Regions from separate parts of the Rattus norvegicus genome. Here region 1 is linked to region 2. A link is a contact called in public Hi-C data. All regions are on one chromosome and are shown on one strand. Each heading gives the region's core, a stretch centred on a gene start, on an enhancer-like site or on the middle of the called end of the contact. The rest is flanking DNA. Distances are from core to core; before and after follow the strand shown.

Evidence for each region. A called contact is a pair of places that touch in the nucleus more often than the background predicts.
Region 1: a Hi-C map of mammary epithelial cells shows a contact between it and region 2, with 1.6 times the contacts expected there. The contact joins two enhancer-like sites.

What each region holds. Positions count from the first base shown.
Region 1 is chr9:87,751,146-87,755,489 of GRCr8, forward strand. No RefSeq gene overlaps it. Among named protein-coding and RNA genes, the nearest start is that of Trnat-agu20, 30 kb to the right of the region's middle. Within about 2 kb of position 1,831, at least 8 of the 93 cell types and tissues checked have an H3K27ac peak or open chromatin away from gene starts, as enhancers often do.
Region 2 is chr9:87,646,903-87,651,035 of GRCr8, forward strand. No RefSeq gene overlaps it. Among named protein-coding and RNA genes, the nearest start is that of Kcne4, 47 kb to the right of the region's middle. Within about 2 kb of position 1,554, at least 61 of the 93 cell types and tissues checked have an H3K27ac peak or open chromatin away from gene starts, as enhancers often do.

The DNA.
Region 1 (4,344 bases), core at 581-3,080, 100 kb after region 2:
ACGCAGAATTTTTGCTTCCACAAGAGATAGAGATTGGGCCACAGTGTTTATAGTTATTGGGGGAGTTATACTTTAGAGTGAATTGAGTATACATGAAAGAGAGAAGTTAAAGGAGCTACATGTGGCCCAAAATATCGCAGTAGAGTAAGTTTTTAAAGGAAATTAATATTTTCTTCAGCCTTTAATAAAAATATTGTTGAGATCAGCAGAACACATCATGTGCTTACCATATAAAATAAAGGGATCATTGAGTTCTGGTCACTATTCAGTATCTTGGTCATTATAATAGATAAAACCATCCACACAGGCACACAGGTGATAAAGTAGATAGAACTTAACACACACACACACACACACACACACACACACACTCACACACACAGACAGACAGACACACACACACTCACACACACACAGACACACACACAGACACACACACAGACACACACACAGAGACACACACACACAGACACACACACACACGAGTAATCAATGAAACAGATGTTTTTAGTTTAGCAACTGTATCAAGGAATATTTAGTGATAATAATCTCAGGCTATAGTTTTTATAATATCATTGTTGGTGGAAATTTTAATAAAATACATGTCAAAATACTCTTGGAAGTTAATTTTATTCTATAATAGTTGACATTTAACTACTTGTAGGAATACTTGCTACTCATGCACAAGCCTGTGTGCTTCGAAATCAAGTTTTCCTTAGGTTCCCAAAATTGTCCTGGGTACTATAATAGATGATGAGAGAAAATGTGACAGAGGGAGTACTAAAGTGGAAAAAAAAATCAGTAGAATTATGCATCTGGAGTTAAGTTAGCTTAGCAACTTTTATAAGCCTACTAACAAGTGACTACATTATTAGCCCTCTTCCCTTGATTAACCCAGGCTTAATGAGGCAATAGTTTTCCAAAGTTTGATCTGGGTCCTGGCCCGGTAGAGAGAGCTGTCCTTCAGTTATTGGTGTCTGGGTTGAGCTGTCTATTGGGTGTTCGGAAACACATATGTTAATGTTTAACTTCCTCTTCTGTACCCTGACTTTATTCCCTTTGGTTTCTTATTTTGAGAGAGGGTTTCTTTATGTAGCCTGGCCTCAGAATTGTAATCTTCTGGTCTTAGCCTCCGAATGGCTGTGATTACAAGCACTCTCCATCACACCTAATATTTAAGTCTTTAAGATTAGGTTTTTGCTGGTTTGGTTTTCACGTTGCGGAAGTTAAGGAATGCCTTCACGGCAAAGCGATACGAGTGGGTTGCTGAGGGAGCCTATGCTTGCATTTGGACTTGGGGTGAGGGAGAACATGAGGGGGATGATTTTGAGACCCCTAAGTGCTGGTGAAAAGTCCTGCATATGTGAGGAGTTTGGCCACGTTGCCTCTTTGTGGGTTCAGAGGCTCAGATAGGCAAAGGACAGGAAGGATAAAGTCTTCTGTATGGCCTCTGAATGAAGCTAGGACCTTGAATCCCGCTTTACCAGCCGGTGCTAAAGTCACAATCTCATCTTGGTGTTCTTTGTCAGGTAGTTAAGAACCTGTGAGACTAAAAAAAATGCTAAGATGGGCCCTTAAACCCTGCACCATTACACCTAGGGTATGGTTTCCGGCCTTCCTAGCCACATGAGGACATATCAGTGCACAGTGGGTGATATGCTCCCCTTTCTGACCCTGAGCTAGCAGAGGTGGCTGCTCCATTGTAGCAAGGAGAACTCCCTCAGTTCATTACTGTACATTCCTCTTAGACTTTCTGAAGCAGCTGGGCTCAAGCCCAGAAGTCCTGGGGGAACTCACTTGGCCACTATGTCCCAAATATCTCTTCCAAACATGTGGCAGTCAAGGAGACTATTCCTTTTATGACCTCAAGTCATCTTAGAGTAAAACCAGCCCAGGCTGTAATAGAGGAGGCTGTGGACACAGCAAATGAATCACCAGTGCAACAGACTGGTTCTACTGCCTGGTGCTCTGTTGAGCCTTGGCTACACCTCCAACCTAGAGGAGAGAACAGAACATCCAAGAACTGGGCTATTCCCCGGGTGACAACAAAGTCTAGGCCTCTCATGCCTTCCCTGTCTTTAATCCACTTGGGGTGTGTGTGTGTGCGTGTGCGTGTGCGTGTGCGTGTGTGTGTGTGTGTGTGTGTTCTGGGAAAAGGGTTTACAAAGATAGCTGTGGCTTCCTTTTGAAGCAAAACTTTACTTTCTCAGGAAAAATAAATTAAAACAGCTTAAAGTTTGTGTCTGAATCTTACAGTTAACAATCTCAGTCAGCTAGGTCGGCTAAAATAGATACCAAGGGTTGGGCGAAACAAACTGAAGCTTCAGTTCTGAGGGCTGGGCATCTGAGATCGAGGGAGAACAGGAGTGACCATCTCTTCATCAAGAAAACTGACCCCAGAATAAAGGGTTCCCCACACATGCAAATAACTCCCAAAGGTGTGACCCCCAATATCACCCCCAATACTGGTGGCATTAGTACCTTGGTATATACATTTTAGGGACAGGGGACAAGCTGGCAACCACAAGAGATGTGCTTCACTATTAGGAGTTAGCAGAAGAAGGGGCTCCCATGTCATAAGCTCAAACGTATGCCCATGACTGATATTCTGTTTGGAGAGGTCATCTATTACCAGAGAGCTTCACTGGTCATTTCCCATGAGGACCCTGACCTGATGTCCACTGAGGATGGCTGGTCAGGTGCCCTTGCTCTGGACATGGCTGTCCTTTGTCATGCCACAGTTATGATACTTGGGTGTTGTCTCTTGGGCTGGGAGAGACTCATTCTCCCCTGTGCACCCTCAGCTTAGTATCCCTGGGCCAGCAAAGCAGGGAGGAGTTCCTAATGTATTGGTGAGAACTGAGCCAGAGCTCAGGGGATCTTCTAGTCTGGGCTGTCACTAGCTGAAGGACTTCAGCAAGGTCACTTTCCAGCTGCTTTTCAGTTCCCCTTGTCCGTGTGATCAACAATCAGGGCTGGAGCATCTCTTGTTTTGTTACTCTATAGTCATCTCCCTGTAGCATTTATGAGGCCTCTAGCTTATAAAAGAAAAGTTATTTGGCAGTTATTGTGTGGTAGGTACCCAGATAGGCTCTTGACACTATTGTCACATTTAATCTATGGAGGATGTCATTCTGGTTTCACAGCTGCTTTACCTGAACCTCCAGGAAGTTAAACCTGTGTTACGTCATGGAGCTGTGACAAGCGTCAGGAGGTTCCATTTATGTTGGTCTAAGGGACACAGTGGGCTATGAAAAGAGAGGGAATGAGGACTTTCTACATCCTGGGGCCTTTCATTCTCTGCTGGCTTGATTGTCAGGTTGTATGTGGAACACAGTTATAGCAGCTCCAGCGTCCACATCACTTCAAGTGACAGAACACCAAGGAGGTTCCTCAGATGTGGGACTTTCAGCGTTAAAGCCAGGAAACTCCCAGGCAAACTGTTCAGTGGGTCCCCAGCATTGGCTCAGATTCAAGTCCAGCAGGAAGCAGGATGCTTCCCTGAATAACTCTTGCAAAATGTTCTAACTTGCTTAGAGCAGGTCCTGGCCTGGAACCAGTTTCTGTGGTCAAAGGGGATGCAGGTGTGAAGGCTGGCTTAGGTTTAGAGGTAGCTTTGCCTGGCCATAGGTGTAGATGGCAGAGGAAAGGGGTCAACACCCCAAAACAAGATACATATTGACATAACCAAAACCAACCCAATAAACAAAACACAGTCTGTGATCAAGAAGCAGAGGGAGAGATACTGCATGACTAAGGATGCCACCCTTTGCTGGAAAGTGCTAGAAGCAAGTTCCTGACCCTTGGCTCCTTACTGGGAACCTGGAGGAGGTAGATAATTCCAAGAGACGTTATGGTCACTTGCCAGGTGGGGTCAGGAAAGAACACCCAGCGTGGTTAGAGAGCAGTCATTCTGACGCAAGAACTTTGGGGAGTTCTTGGCTCTGTGGCCTCGGAATAGAGAACAGATCTGTTTCCTGGCTTCCATTACCCCGTAGGATTTATGGAGGCTTGTGGACAGGGTGCATGTGGCATGTGTGGCTGAGTCTCTAAGTACACTGACTACTACAGGAGTGAGTGATTACAAGCCTTCAGCATGACAGAACGTCTCAGTGGGTAGCAAGGCAGATTTAAACCCACTCCCCAAGGAGATAGGGCCTTTGAGCACAGAGAAGGGACATTTATCTAGGAGATCTCTCCTGAAGATTTAAAATGTTGTCAAGTGTGCAGTACCAGCTTGGAAATCGCTGGCTGCTAATATTGCCTTTTATTAAACCTTCCAGCAACATTCACTGGAAAGCTACTAGGCTAAAAGGAAAGATTATTTTTGGCTCGCCTACTTCC
Region 2 (4,133 bases), core at 304-2,803:
ACACATGCACACACACACTCATGCACACGCGTGCACACACACACACACCAAGAAGCACATGCACAAAGGTGACACATACTCCAGCACATGCACACCAATACATGTATACATATGCAGATACACATGGACAGATGGACACACACACACACACACACATACACACACATACACACACATACACACACACACTGTGGTATATACTCATGATCACAGTGACCCTGGAGGAAAACTAGGCACTGTCTCATTCATTCATTGGCTGTTTGAGCAACCCTGCTTTCCTGCTGGGGGCTGAAATACAGCAAGAAGTCAGAAGGTCTCAGATTTTATACGCTATGACAGATACAACTAAAATACAAGCAGAATGTGGAAATCTTTTGTATCCCCGCAACACATTAAAAAGAAAACCCTTTTTTATTGAGTGTGAGTTTCACATTATGCACCCCAGTCCCTCTCATCTCTCCATCCCTTCATATCCACCCCTCCACTTGAAACCTCCCCCCCCAAATAAAATACAAACAACAACAATGAAAATATCCCACTGTGAAGGCTTGTGTGTGTACGTCACAGTGTGTCCCACAGTATAGCCCCATGACCACGGATCTTCGCTTGCAGACGTTCATTGGTCTGGTTCGAGGTCTCTGGCTTCTGTGACACCATCAATATTGGATCCTCACTGGAACCCCTCCCAGTTATCCTGTTGCTGCCCTGAGTCCTGGGGATCCTGAAGCTTTGGAGCAGCAGGACTGGCCCTTCCATGTGGCCCAACCTTTTGCAGATGATATAGACTTTGGGATGGGCCAATCAGAGGCCTAGATCTAGGCCTGGGTGGTAGCTGAGCTGGTCAGCCTTATCGCCAGGGCAAGCTCTCTGGCATTGCACAGGCCTAGGCCACCCAGTGCAGCTCTCCAGAGCCAACTCTGCTATACTACCCCGTCAGGGTGCAGGGTCTGCGTTCTGCAGCCTGTGACAGGCTCTTCTCTTCTCATACCCTTGGGGCAGGCCCACCAGTGCCTTCCTCTGCTACTAGGGTCAGCTCTCCTGTGCTGCTCAGATGAGGTGCAGGGCCTGCTCTCCCGAGCGCCCTGCAGCACATTACAATTGCTTTCTGATTTCTCTTCAGTTTCTGTTTTGCCACCGTGTAGGCTTTGAGAACACAGCTGTCCTAGAACAGACACAAGGAAGCTACAGTCAAGGCTGAGCCCCAGTGTTGACTCATCTCTTCCAGACCCCTATGTCAGCGAACAGGCTACTGAGAGCTTCTGTTCTCACAATCACAGCGCTAAGAAGCTGGTGTCTCCTCTCATCATCACGGCTATTCTGTGGATCCTCTCTGTGGCTGTGCCAGGAAGCTTTCGAGGGCCTTTTGCCCAGGAACATTCCAGGCTGTCTGTCTGAAGTCCATGGGGTGAGGCGGTAAGACCACCTGGTCAGTGGCAGTGGCTGGGTCTCAGGGTGGAATCCTGGCTTCCCTCTCTCATGTTTACAGAGCTGTGTCTGCTCAGCCTCCTGTGAGATGAGAATACCAGGCAGTCCTTAGTCACTCAGCAGTGAGTTCTGGTAATTTTCCTCTGGGAGAAAGAGGGCTGGTTGCCAGCCTTAGATTGTGTTCCCTCTGCTGCCCTCTCTGCTGTCAGCTGAGGAAATAGGGCTTTTGATTTCCTCTTCTGTGTATTCTCTGACACGGAGGCACGGGGGAGAGCAGAAGCTGCCACCATATTGGGCTGCTGAGAAATATTCCCAGAGATAAAAAACGTTTGACTCACTAAATACTGAGAGCACAGTCACACGGACATGCTAACGCTTATGAAGACGTTGTGCATAGGTGTTCTTGTGTATTTTTCTCCCCAAAGGATTACAGTGGTTAGGAAGGAAAGAACAATAGCCCTCCACCATGTTATCTTTGTTTTTCTGTATCAAAAACATCATTAAGATCATGGAGGAAAAAAGGATTGTGGTCTCAAATGTTTTCTCCTAGCTATTTGTAAGGGCAGGTTTGTGTAAATAACCCGAGACTTCCATCTTTTAAAACAAACAACCAAGTAAACGAATTTAATTAATCTTTCACTTATATATGGGTGGGTATACTTGTGTACCATACGCATGCCTGGTGCCCTCAGAGGCCAGAAGAGCGTGCCGGATCCCCTGGGACTAGAGTTACAGACGGCTGCGTTCTGCCGTGTGAGCTGGAGATTGAGCTCCTGCCTTCTGGAAGAGCTGTGAACGCTCTTAACGGCTGAGCCATCTCTCCGGCCTCATCCATTTTATTATTATTATTATTATTATTATTATTATTATTATTATTATTATTATTTTTTTGGTTCTTTTTTTCGGAGCTGGGGACCGAACCCAGGGCAAGCGCTCTACCACTGAGCTAAATCCCCAGCCCCACATTTTATTATTTATTTATTTCTTTTGATTTTTATTTCCGAACACTGTGTCAATCGTCTTGGAAGATGTGACGGACTTCTGTGGCGTTAGGAAGGCAAGCACGTACACCCTGGCTGGGATGTTAATCTCCCCAACTCTAGGCTTCTGATTCTGATGGGATCGTTGTCCCGCACCCTGCCTTACCTCTCACCCCTCTTTGAGGCCACACAGTGCTGATTTGGTTCACACAGGTCCCCATTGTCCTGAGCACTATGGTGACACATGGGAGAGCTTACAACTTATGTTAGTGTTTATTGACAATTGGAGTTGGACAAAATGCTTGCATTTTGGGTCTTAGAATTAGAGGTGAACTAGCCAAAGATCTTCTCCTCTGCCACGTGGACAGCCTCTGTCCACCACACAGAGAAGAACAGAGGTGCAAGAGAGCAGAGGAGCAGACTCCCATCCTCTGTGATTTCTGAGGCGGCCGACAAATCCACTAAAAAATCGCTTTGCCACTGAGAAGGTGAAGCCAAATCTTACCCATAACAGCCTCCTATTTTGATATAACATCATAAACTAGAGAGGGAAAAGCAAAAATGGCTCCCTTAGAGAGTTTTTAGATAAGATTTATTTATGTATTATATGTGACTACACTGTAGCTGTCTCAGACACACCAGAAGAGGGCATCAGATCCCATTACGGATGGTTGTGAGCCACCATGTGGTAGCTGGGAATTGAACTCAGGACCTCTGGAAGAGCAGTCAGTGCTCTTAACCACTGAGCCATCTCTCCTGCCCCCTTAGGGAGTTTTAATTCAGCTTTATTAAACTATATTTTTGAGAAAGTAAAATGCTTTTGTCCTGGCTGTAGAGTTAAGTAGATTTTGGCACACATTTGCTCGTAACCACCACACAAATTATAATGTAGTGCACCTCATCACCCCGCCAGATCCCCTCAGGTCCCCTTGCATGCCACAGTTTGCTGGAGTTCAACTCCATGCAGCTATCGGCCTTTTTTTTATTACCAAAGAGTAGGTTTTCTAGCACTGTTAATTAATATAAATGGTATGGTGGTTTGGATAAAAATGACCCCTAGAAGCTAATATATTGGAATGCTTAGTCAGAGAGTGGGGCTATGTGAGAGGATTAGAGGGGTTAGGAGGTGTGGCCATGTTGGAGGAAGTGCGTCACTGGGGGTGGGCTCTAAGGTTTCAAGAGCCCACAGCAGGCGCAGTCGCTCTCTTTCTGCCTATGTATAGACCTCTCAGCTACTTCTCCATCACCATGTCTGCCTGAGCGCTGCCGTGCTTCCACCATGATTGCAACGGCCTAACTTCTGAAACTGTAAGCAGGCCCCCAGTCAGTGCTCTCTTTCATAAGCGTCTCCTGGCTCACTCTGTCTTCACAGCTGCAATAGAACGGTGGCTAAGACAAGTGGGGTGATTCAGTTTGTGCCTTTCTCCCCTCGCACAGTGTTCCTGAGATTTACTGAGGATATTCTGTATCTGTTCTTCCTCCTTTTATATGGCTAGGCAGAAGGTGATTATAATTAACATGTGTGTTCTCTCACCAATAGACACTGGGCTGTCCCAAATGAAGTTGCTATGAACATTTCTCCCCTGGATTTTTACTCTCATTTTTTTCTTGGCCCTTGTTCTAAAACTTCGAATTCAAGGCTTTCTTCTTAGGGCTAGAATTGCTGGGTAAGGACTTGTTCCATTGAAAATGTTGAACAATTTTTCTAGGTGATTTCCATCATGGTTG